Regions from separate parts of the Mus musculus genome. Here regions 1 and 2 are each linked to region 3. A link is a contact called in public HiChIP or PLAC-seq data. All regions are on one chromosome and are shown on one strand. The core of a region is the stretch at or near the end of the contact, and the rest is flanking DNA. Distances in the headings are between cores, read along the strand shown. Region 1 overlaps Maml3 (mastermind like transcriptional coactivator 3). Region 2 overlaps Maml3 (mastermind like transcriptional coactivator 3). Region 3 overlaps Maml3 (mastermind like transcriptional coactivator 3).

Region 1 (2,700 bases), core at 71-2,570, 190 kb after region 3:
CCCTCACCAGCCAGTATCTTTCTCAGGGACTGGGTATTTTGCCTTGGTCTTGAAAATTCCTCTCAATTAATACTTTGATCAGCTACATGCTAAAAGATCTTGAAGCACTGTGTGTGTGTGTGTGTGTGTGTGTGTGTGTGTGTGTGTGTGTGTGTGTGTGTGTAACCCTCCCGAGAAAACTGTGGAAAGCTTACTTTAAAGATAATAATTTAAATAATTATTTCACCAAATAACAATGCTGTACTGGCTAATTTTGTGAAAACTTGACACAAGCTGGAGTTATCACAGAGAAAGGAGCTTCAGTTGAGGAAATGCCTCCACAAGATCCAGCTGTAAGGCATTTTCTCAATTAGTGATCAAGGGGGAAAGGCCCCTTGTGGGTGGTGCCATCTCTGCGCTGGTAGTCTTAGTTCTATAAGAGAGCAAGCTGAACAAGCCAGGGGAGGCAAGCCATTAAAGAACATCCCTCCATGGCCTCTGCATCAGCTTCTGCTCCCTGACCTGCTTGAGTTCTAGTCCTGACTTCCTTGGTGATGAACAACAATGTGGAAGTATAAGCTGAATAAACCCTTTCCTCCCCAACTGCTTCTTGGTCATGATGTTTGTGCAGGAATAGAAACCCTGACTAAGACAAATGCCCTCTTGCCTTCACTGTTGTCCCCCACTGGACATTTATGGAAGAAGGGGACTGACCTGATCAGTAAACATCCAAAGAGAGATAGAAAAAGAAGGAAGGAATCGTGGATACCTAGACATATGCTTCTTGTACATTCAGGTGAGTATTCCTGGGTCTGGACTGGTCAGCCGCATGAGAAAGCGCCCAGCAGACACTCTGGATACATTTTAGACTTGGAGCTTTAGCTTCTCATTGTGGTATAATCTAGGAGCCTAAGAATCTTTCCAGAAAACCTTAAAGGATACTCTTGATGCACCACAATCCATTCTGGCAGGTCCTGCAACTCCCTTGAATAGACACAAAGTAACCGCCAGTCTGTAAGGGTGCCTGGCACACACTATTTAAGGTGCTTGATCTGCCTGCTTTTTACCGGAGGAAAGGGGGAAAGCCTTAGAGACTTCAAGGACCTCTTATCACTGACATCCATTGCCAGCTTTCCTCCTTTTTCATGTAGAGACTGCACACCTCCAAATACCAACTCTAAGCAAAGCAGCTGTTTTGGTGACAGAGACCTTAAGACACAGGATGCGGCTAGGGCTTCTTTTCTCATTTCAAAAGGATCTTTTCACTGCCAGCAGTAGCCCTGAGCTCCCCCTCTGACCTTTCTGGACTTGTGTGTCGCTCACATTGAGAAGTATTAACAACAGCCATGACCGGCCCTGTTTATTCAGAGTTAAGCATTAACGAGGCTGAGTCCTCTAACCTGCCGCCATCTTTCTCCAGGAAAGACATGCCTATGTCAATATCCTAATGTAAACACCCCAGTTTTTCCTAGGGGGGATGAGAAGACCAGCTGACAACTAGGAAGAGAGAAGGGAGCCTTGGCTGTTTAGAAATGTACCATGGAGCTTGATTTGAGGCCGACTGTGCACTTGATCAGCGCTGGTGTTGTCTAATAGAGGGGCGATAAGGCACGTAGCCTTGGATTTGTTCACCATGACTTCAAGCAATCTGAGAGTTTGGAAATAGGGAATCCTTTTACCGCACAGAGGAGATGGGGGACTTGTGTCACGGAACTCTTTGTTCAGGGCTTGCCTGTTTACCTGTTTAGTTTTTGGTGGTTTTTTTTACCCCTTTGTGAAACACCTATGTTGCCAAGAGAGGGTGGGATTCTATTCTGAGGAGACAGGAACGCTGACAATACTAACTTGGGCACAAAGAGGGACCAAGAGCTTCATTAAAGCTCCTCTCAGATACTGCTTGCTAGACAATGAAATTGCAAAACTTGTCATGAGGCCCAATGCTGTGGAAGAAATAAAATACAAAAAAAATTTTTTAAAAGACAGGGGAATTTCCCCCCCCCCCCAGTCAGATTTTTCTGTAAAACAAACAAACAAACGACCCACTCTAATCAATTTACCTAAACTGATGCGTGGTACGGTGGGTGGGGTGACAAGACTAAAATCCCAAACTCAGCCAGCTGCCTGCAGAACAAAATGAAGGCAGACACAGGCAGCCTCCTCCAGATCCGCAAAGAGAGAAAGCGGAGGTCACCTTTTCCTTCCTAAAGCAATCCAAGCAACGACACAAAGATGCAAACGCACAGCATGGAAAACTGAGGACTGCTGGTTTCCTGTACAGCCGAGATGTTCAGGTGGCAGAGCCGCTTGCTTTCGGGTTTCTGCCTCTGCGCTGGTTGGGAGGATGGGCTTTGGATTCCAATTTAACTATTCCGGAGATGCACGAGCTCAGACAAGCAATCCTGCTGTTTTAAACTGTGTGCATTTCAGAAATGAGCCCAGATGAATCAAGTAACAGAAACCAAATGGGGATGGCAGAGGAGAGAACACTTGGCTGGACGTTCTTAGCATCAACATTTAGAGGTGTCACCGTTTGCTCAGGGGCGTATTTATATAAAATGGGGGCTGGAGAGATGGCTCAGAGGTTAAGAGCATTGACTGCGCCTCTGGTGATCCTGAGTTCAATTCGCAGCAACCACATGGTGGCTCACAACCATCTGTAATGGGATCCGATGCCCTCTTCTGGTATGTCTGAAGAGAATGACAGTGTAAAGTATACTCACA
Region 2 (2,700 bases), core at 38-2,537, 220 kb after region 3:
TAGCCTTAGCTGTGCTTCCTCCTATAAAAGCCATTTAGCTCTGGTTCAAACAAAAAAACCAAGAATCCGTGTAAAGGCTGGGAAAGGCAGATGGGGAGGGAGAAGGATCTTTTATTCTGTGGGATCCCGAGTGAGGAATGGAACAGGTTTCATCCTTTTGACTGTGCACCCCAATGGCAAATCCAGGAAGAGGGTAGAAGAAACCTAATGCTGTCTGCTAAAGGCCAGGGGACACTTGCAGTTATCAGCGCACACAGGAGGGCGTCTTGTTCCTGGGCTGCAAAAGCAGTGGTGCCTCTCACCTTCATCACCAAAGAGAGCATTCTCCATGAAATCTGTGTTGTCCCGAGGTCAGATCTGCAAAGCTATAATTATCCAGGTAACTCGGGTCCGATGTTTCTCAAAATATCCAGGTAATTATAGGAGAAAGGTCATTTCCTCTATATAATCTCAAACCTACCACTGGCTGTCTACACTGGCAGTTTGCCAGTCAAGATCGCCTGTCATTTCCATTTTGTTCTTTACTAGAATTTGCCAAGGACTAAGAATCCTAATGGGGGAGTTTTAAAAATGACTTTTGTACGGATACCGCTTCCTTCACCACCACCCCCCCCCTCACCAATGTTCTGCCGGTGTCCTCACAAGATGTAAAAACACCCTCTGCTAATTTTTAACACTCCAATGAATTGCATTCTGGGAAAAAAGATATTGTGAGACAGAAAGGAAAGGAGAGGGGTGAAGAGGAGGAAGAAAGGACAGAACGGTCCCAGGGCCTCCAAAACTGAGGACCTTAACTGCTTGGCCCTATTCCGAGAGAGAGAGAGAGAGAGAGAGAGAGAGAGAGAGAGAGAGAGAGAGAGAGAGAGAGAGAGAGAGAGAGAGAGAGAAAGCACAGGTCTGCAGGTCAACAACCCGCTCTTTCCGACTATGGGCTTTGACAGCAGGGGTAGTTTCGGGACGGGAAGAAGCGCATCTGCATGGGGAAGCCACTGTTCCTTTGCTTCACAAAGGAAGAAAAAAATGGCATTTATCCCAAGTAAGGCAGAACGTGGTAGGATTCGCCTCCCCCATCCTTTCTTCCCCCTTCCTCCTCCCATCGCCCTCACCGCCACCGCCCCTTCCTGTCGGAAGAGAAAAGGTGGGAGGGGGAGGAGGACCCACCGGTCACAGGCGGCGCGGTGGGATTCTCTTTCTTTGGCTTTTACCAGCCAATGGGGGTCAGGACGCTATTGGTTCAGCATCATGTGCGAGCGGGTGCCTCTCGCTTAGCAACAGCGAGCAGCGAGCAGCGGAGGCAGGAAGCAACGCCACCTGGCCCAGGGAGTGTGCGATGCTTTAAAAGGGAGACAGAAGGGGAGAAGAAAGAGCAATCTAGCTTAACATATTGTACTCCCAAGAACAAGGCTTCATCAGGCTGATAAAGACAGCCAGCCAGGCAAAAACCGGACACGAGCTCTGTCCCATGAGCATGTCTGTATCACCCTAGGTGGTCTACACATAGTTTTTGTTTTAAGGGACACTCTACTGTGCTGCAAGGGAGGTGGATGGAAAGATGGTTATCTGGGAGGTAGGGGTGAATCTACAACTCTCAGTGAGTTCAGTCAGTCTTATTCTCACATTAGGGTATTACTAGAAAAGACAAGTAAAATTGGGTGTGCTTGAAAAGGCAATTGGCTAGGTAGGAATCATGGCTTTCTTCCTTTTCTTTTTCTTTCTTTTTTCTTTTTCTTTTCTTTTTTTTAATTAATCAACACAGTAGCTGTTTCTAAGTGCTAAATTCCATCATAGTGGCCAACAATTAGCCCTTTGGAGTAGAAAATGGCAAAAGAGAAAGACAATCCTGTAAAGTGTGCTGTGCTGTGTGTGTGTGTGTGTGTGTGAGAGAGAGAGAGAGACAGACAGACAAGACCTGGGCTGTGTGTGTGATGTGGTGTGTGTATGAGTATGTATGTGTGTAGTGTGTGATGTGGTGTGGTGTGGTGTGTATATGAGTATGTATGTGTGTAGTGTGTGATGTGGTGTGTGTATGTATGTATGTGTGTAGTGTGTGATGTGGTGTGGTGTGGTGTGTGTATGAGTATGTATGTGTGTAGTGTGTGATGTGGTGTGTGTATGTATGTGTGTAGTGTGTGATGTGGTGTGGTGTGGTGTGTATATGAGTATGTATGTGTGTAGTGTGTGATGTGGTGTGTGTATGTATGTGTGTAGTGTGTGATGTGGTGTGGTGTGGTGTGTGTATGAGTATGTATGTGTGTAGTGTGTGATGTGGTGTGTGTATGTATGTGTGTAGTGTGTGATGTGGTGTGGTGTGGTGTGTATATGAGTATGTATGTGTGTAGTGTGTGATGTGGTGTGTGTATGTATGTGTGTAGTGTGTGATGTGGTGTGGTGTGGTGTGGTGTGTGTATGAGTATGTATGTGTGTAGTGTGTGATGTGGTGTGTGTATGTATGTGTGTAGTGTGTGATGTGGTGTGTGTATGTATGTGTGTAGGGGGAGATTTTGGGTTTCTCTTTGCTGCTTCTGTGATTCAAGAGGTATTTTGAGGAGGCTGGGATGAGCTCTGAAGGTCTCCCTGCCTGCCTGTAGCAGACGTTGTGCCAGTGATAATAAGGAAAAGCATCCAGCTCATTCATATCCCCTCAGAGTACATAACCTCCCCTTCCCCCTGTTCTAGACCCCCCTACCATGCTCTATAAAG
Region 3 (2,700 bases), core at 129-2,628:
TGGGTCTCTCACTGGCCTGGAGCTCATAAAGTAGGCTAGGCTGGCTCATCATTGAGTCCCAGGATAGCTCCTCTTTCCCAGCACAGGTCACCCCGGCTGGCTTTTTATGTGAATAGTGAGGACCAAATAGGTCACCATGCCTGAGCACCTTACTGACTGAACTACCACCCTGGCCCATGAAAATTCTTTTAAAGATGAATTACTTTTCTTAAGTCGGGTAGATATGGCCTGAGGCACGAAAATAGCCAACTTTTTAATTTGTTTTTGGACAGATTGTTATGTGCTGGCCCTTGTTTTAAAGTCCTCACGAAATCTAGATTTTTAAAGCTTTTTCGTTAGATTTTTTTTTAATCCTCAGAACAATTCTATAAGATATATAACGTATGTTTGAGAGGTCAAACTCCATTTCACAAAACAGAAAAGTAAGACATGGAGAAATGACATGTTTGGACTGTAGAGATGGCTCAGCAGTTAGGAGTGTTTCTTTTGGAGAATTCCCAGTTTGGGTTCCCAGCACCCACACTGGGCGGCTCACAATCATTGTATATCTACTTCCAGGGGAATCTAGTGCCCTCTTCTGGTTTCTGTGGGCACCTGCACATATGTGATGCATATAAATACATTCAGGCAGACATAATCATAAAACCAAAAAAAATCTTAAAAATAGGAATTAAGTTGTCAGCTGAAGATTATAAATAGCAAGCAATATCAGGTTGGGACTCAAATCTAAGGCTTCAGAATTCCAAGCACTTAGCATATCTATGTCTATAGAATTAAAAATTTAAAAATACACATCAACATGCAGAAGTCTAGGCAGGAAAAAAAGATCCTTCATCGTTGGGGTGGTTTTTTTTTGGGGGGGGGGACCTACTACTATATTGTATTTAGTTTTTGCTTTCTGTAGATTCCAGGTCAGGCTTCCCGAATTAACTGGGAAAAGTTAAAAGTTTTAGTTCAGTGCTGAAGTTTTCTCTGAAGATTCATTTCAGAAATCAGACCCGGGTTCCTCCCTTGTCTGCAAAATTTATCTTAGACCTCAGGAGGGAAAGGCAGCTTGAGCTGTAACACAGCCACAAAGAAGATGGCAGTGAACGGCAATAAATAACACTACTGACGTGTGGGCCCAGTGCATCAGGAAAAAAAAAAAAAGAAAAAGAAAAACCACTCCTGGCTTTGAATGGCAGAAACACCACATCTGTGCGTATTCACCCTGGATCTAATGCAAGTCTTTTAAGATCCCGGGCTCTGAGACAGAGAACCGTGAGTCAGTGGGGAGGGGAGAGAGCAGAGATAAAAATAGAGATGTTGATTACATTGTTTCTAATTCAGCCCAGCCCAACCGCTCCAGCCTGTGAGTCAACAGCAGCGGTTCAAAGACACAAAAAGGAGCGGGATGCTCTGTGCCACTGAGCAGAAGGGACGCGGTCACATCAGCACCTCTCCGACTAAACAGACCCATGACACTCAGGCTGTGTGGTGTGAGTTCAAAAATGAACAAGTCGGAAGTAGCGAGGGACAAAGTGGACGCAGATCGATGGACAGCAGAGCTCTGACCCTCTAGCGGAAAAAGCTGCCTTTTGTAAGAATCCTGGGCTGTGGGGGATGGGCGACAGAGCTTGTGCTTAGAGGCCAACTTCCACTCTTCAAACACTGTATTGTTTTCTCTGGGGCATAAGGCTTACTGCCATTCCAGACTGGTCTCCATGGCAGCAGGAGAGGAGGGAGAGGAGAGGAGGAACAGATGGGGGTCACAGAGGTCTTAATTCTCATGCAGGGGTCCTCCCTGCCAGCCCCTTTCTCCTTGAGGACCTGTGACATGTTGCACCTTCTCGGGGCCCAGGAAGCGGATGGTTTTGGTTCAGTTCAACTGGCTAGATCTTGGGAGCCTACTTTGTGCTGGTCTTTTGCCTCTTCTAATTGGCAGTAGTGTCTGTTGAAAATGGCCCGCCTCTGCTTGGTTTGGAAAGCTGAAAATGAGGAAAAGGCCAAGTTTCTGTTCCCCTAAGCTTTACCTTTTCCCAGACCGGGGCTATAAGCAGCCACAATGACAGGGGGACGCTCAACTGCTTTGTCGCCCCAGACGCTAACGCTCTACCCTTGGAAGGGCTGAGGTGGTCCCTCTGTAGCCTTAGAGTTCCTGGGCGGGTCTCCCTCTTTCTAGTTCCTTGCAAGTGTATGATATTGCAGGATCCCTCTAGGGCAGACCCCAGCCATGACGTTCCTCTGACAGTCTATTCTCTCAGGGCCTATGGGCATCAATGTCACTCTGATTTTAAAAGTCAGGAACCTAGGCTCCAACCAATACATCCCTCTCCTTCAAGGTCCATTTTCCAATATCAGCAAGGCCCTTACTGTAGGCCTCCAGGGCGCGGTGTCTATTGTACTGAATTCCATTCACTTACTCCTGTCTTTCTTTCTTCTCACCCCGTTCTCTCAGCCTTCAAATTATAGGGCTAAAGTTCTTTCCAAATAATTCTCTCCGTGCCCACTCCCCTCCACCAGCTGTGTGGTCAGATGGAGGTTTCCAAAAATGCAACTACAACTGCACTAGAACAGCCTGCCTGTCAGTCTTCAGCGGCCTCTCTTCACTGTTAGCACAGCGGGTAGAATCCTGGAAATGACGTGACCCCAGACTATTTCCCAGCTTCACCCCACCTCACTTTTCCCTGCCCATGAGCTGTGTCCCTCTAAGCCCTAGGA

What was found. HiChIP or PLAC-seq counts read pairs in DNA pulled down with a chosen protein or histone mark.
Region 1: an HNF4G HiChIP or PLAC-seq map of pancreatic cancer cells shows a contact between it and region 3. The contact joins two enhancer-like sites. A contact is called at or near these places in 3 of 484 Hi-C or Micro-C datasets (the HPC-7 cell line, nephron progenitors and regulatory T cells), 3 of 115 datasets of contacts at active chromatin or transcription factors (embryonic stem cells, extraembryonic endoderm stem cells and pancreatic cancer cells) and 2 of 9 other capture datasets (adipose tissue and embryonic trunk).
Region 2: a RAD21 HiChIP or PLAC-seq map of pro-B cells shows a contact between it and region 3, with 4 times the contacts expected there. The contact joins two enhancer-like sites. A contact is called at or near these places in 1 of 39 promoter capture datasets (the C10 cell line), 1 of 15 datasets of contacts at CTCF or cohesin (pro-B cells), 16 of 484 Hi-C or Micro-C datasets (B cells, the C10 cell line, the HL-1 cell line and 10 more), 16 of 115 datasets of contacts at active chromatin or transcription factors (the NIH/3T3 cell line, astrocytes, bone marrow-derived macrophages and 11 more) and 3 of 9 other capture datasets (adipose tissue, embryonic trunk and pancreatic islet).

What each region holds. Positions count from the first base shown.
Region 1 is chr3:51,976,806-51,979,505 of GRCm38.p6, forward strand. The region is part of intron 1 of Maml3 (mastermind like transcriptional coactivator 3); the gene reads right to left. Among named protein-coding and RNA genes, the nearest start is that of Maml3, 130 kb to the right of the region's middle. Within about 2 kb of position 1,321, at least 30 of the 459 cell types and tissues checked have an H3K27ac peak or open chromatin away from gene starts, as enhancers often do. A contact at or near this core is called in extraembryonic endoderm stem cells and pancreatic cancer cells, where this site is marked.
Region 2 is chr3:52,006,579-52,009,278 of GRCm38.p6, forward strand. The region is part of intron 1 of Maml3 (mastermind like transcriptional coactivator 3); the gene reads right to left. Among named protein-coding and RNA genes, the nearest start is that of Maml3, 97 kb to the right of the region's middle. Within about 2 kb of position 1,288, at least 184 of the 459 cell types and tissues checked have an H3K27ac peak or open chromatin away from gene starts, as enhancers often do. A contact at or near this core is called in Th1 cells, adipose tissue, astrocytes and 8 more, where this site is marked.
Region 3 is chr3:51,787,578-51,790,277 of GRCm38.p6, forward strand. The region is part of intron 2 of Maml3 (mastermind like transcriptional coactivator 3); the gene reads right to left. Among named protein-coding and RNA genes, the nearest start is that of Gm46803, 81 kb to the left of the region's middle. RefSeq lists an enhancer at 275-2,700. Within about 2 kb of position 1,379, at least 277 of the 459 cell types and tissues checked have an H3K27ac peak or open chromatin away from gene starts, as enhancers often do. A contact at or near this core is called in Th1 cells, adipose tissue, astrocytes and 10 more, where this site is marked.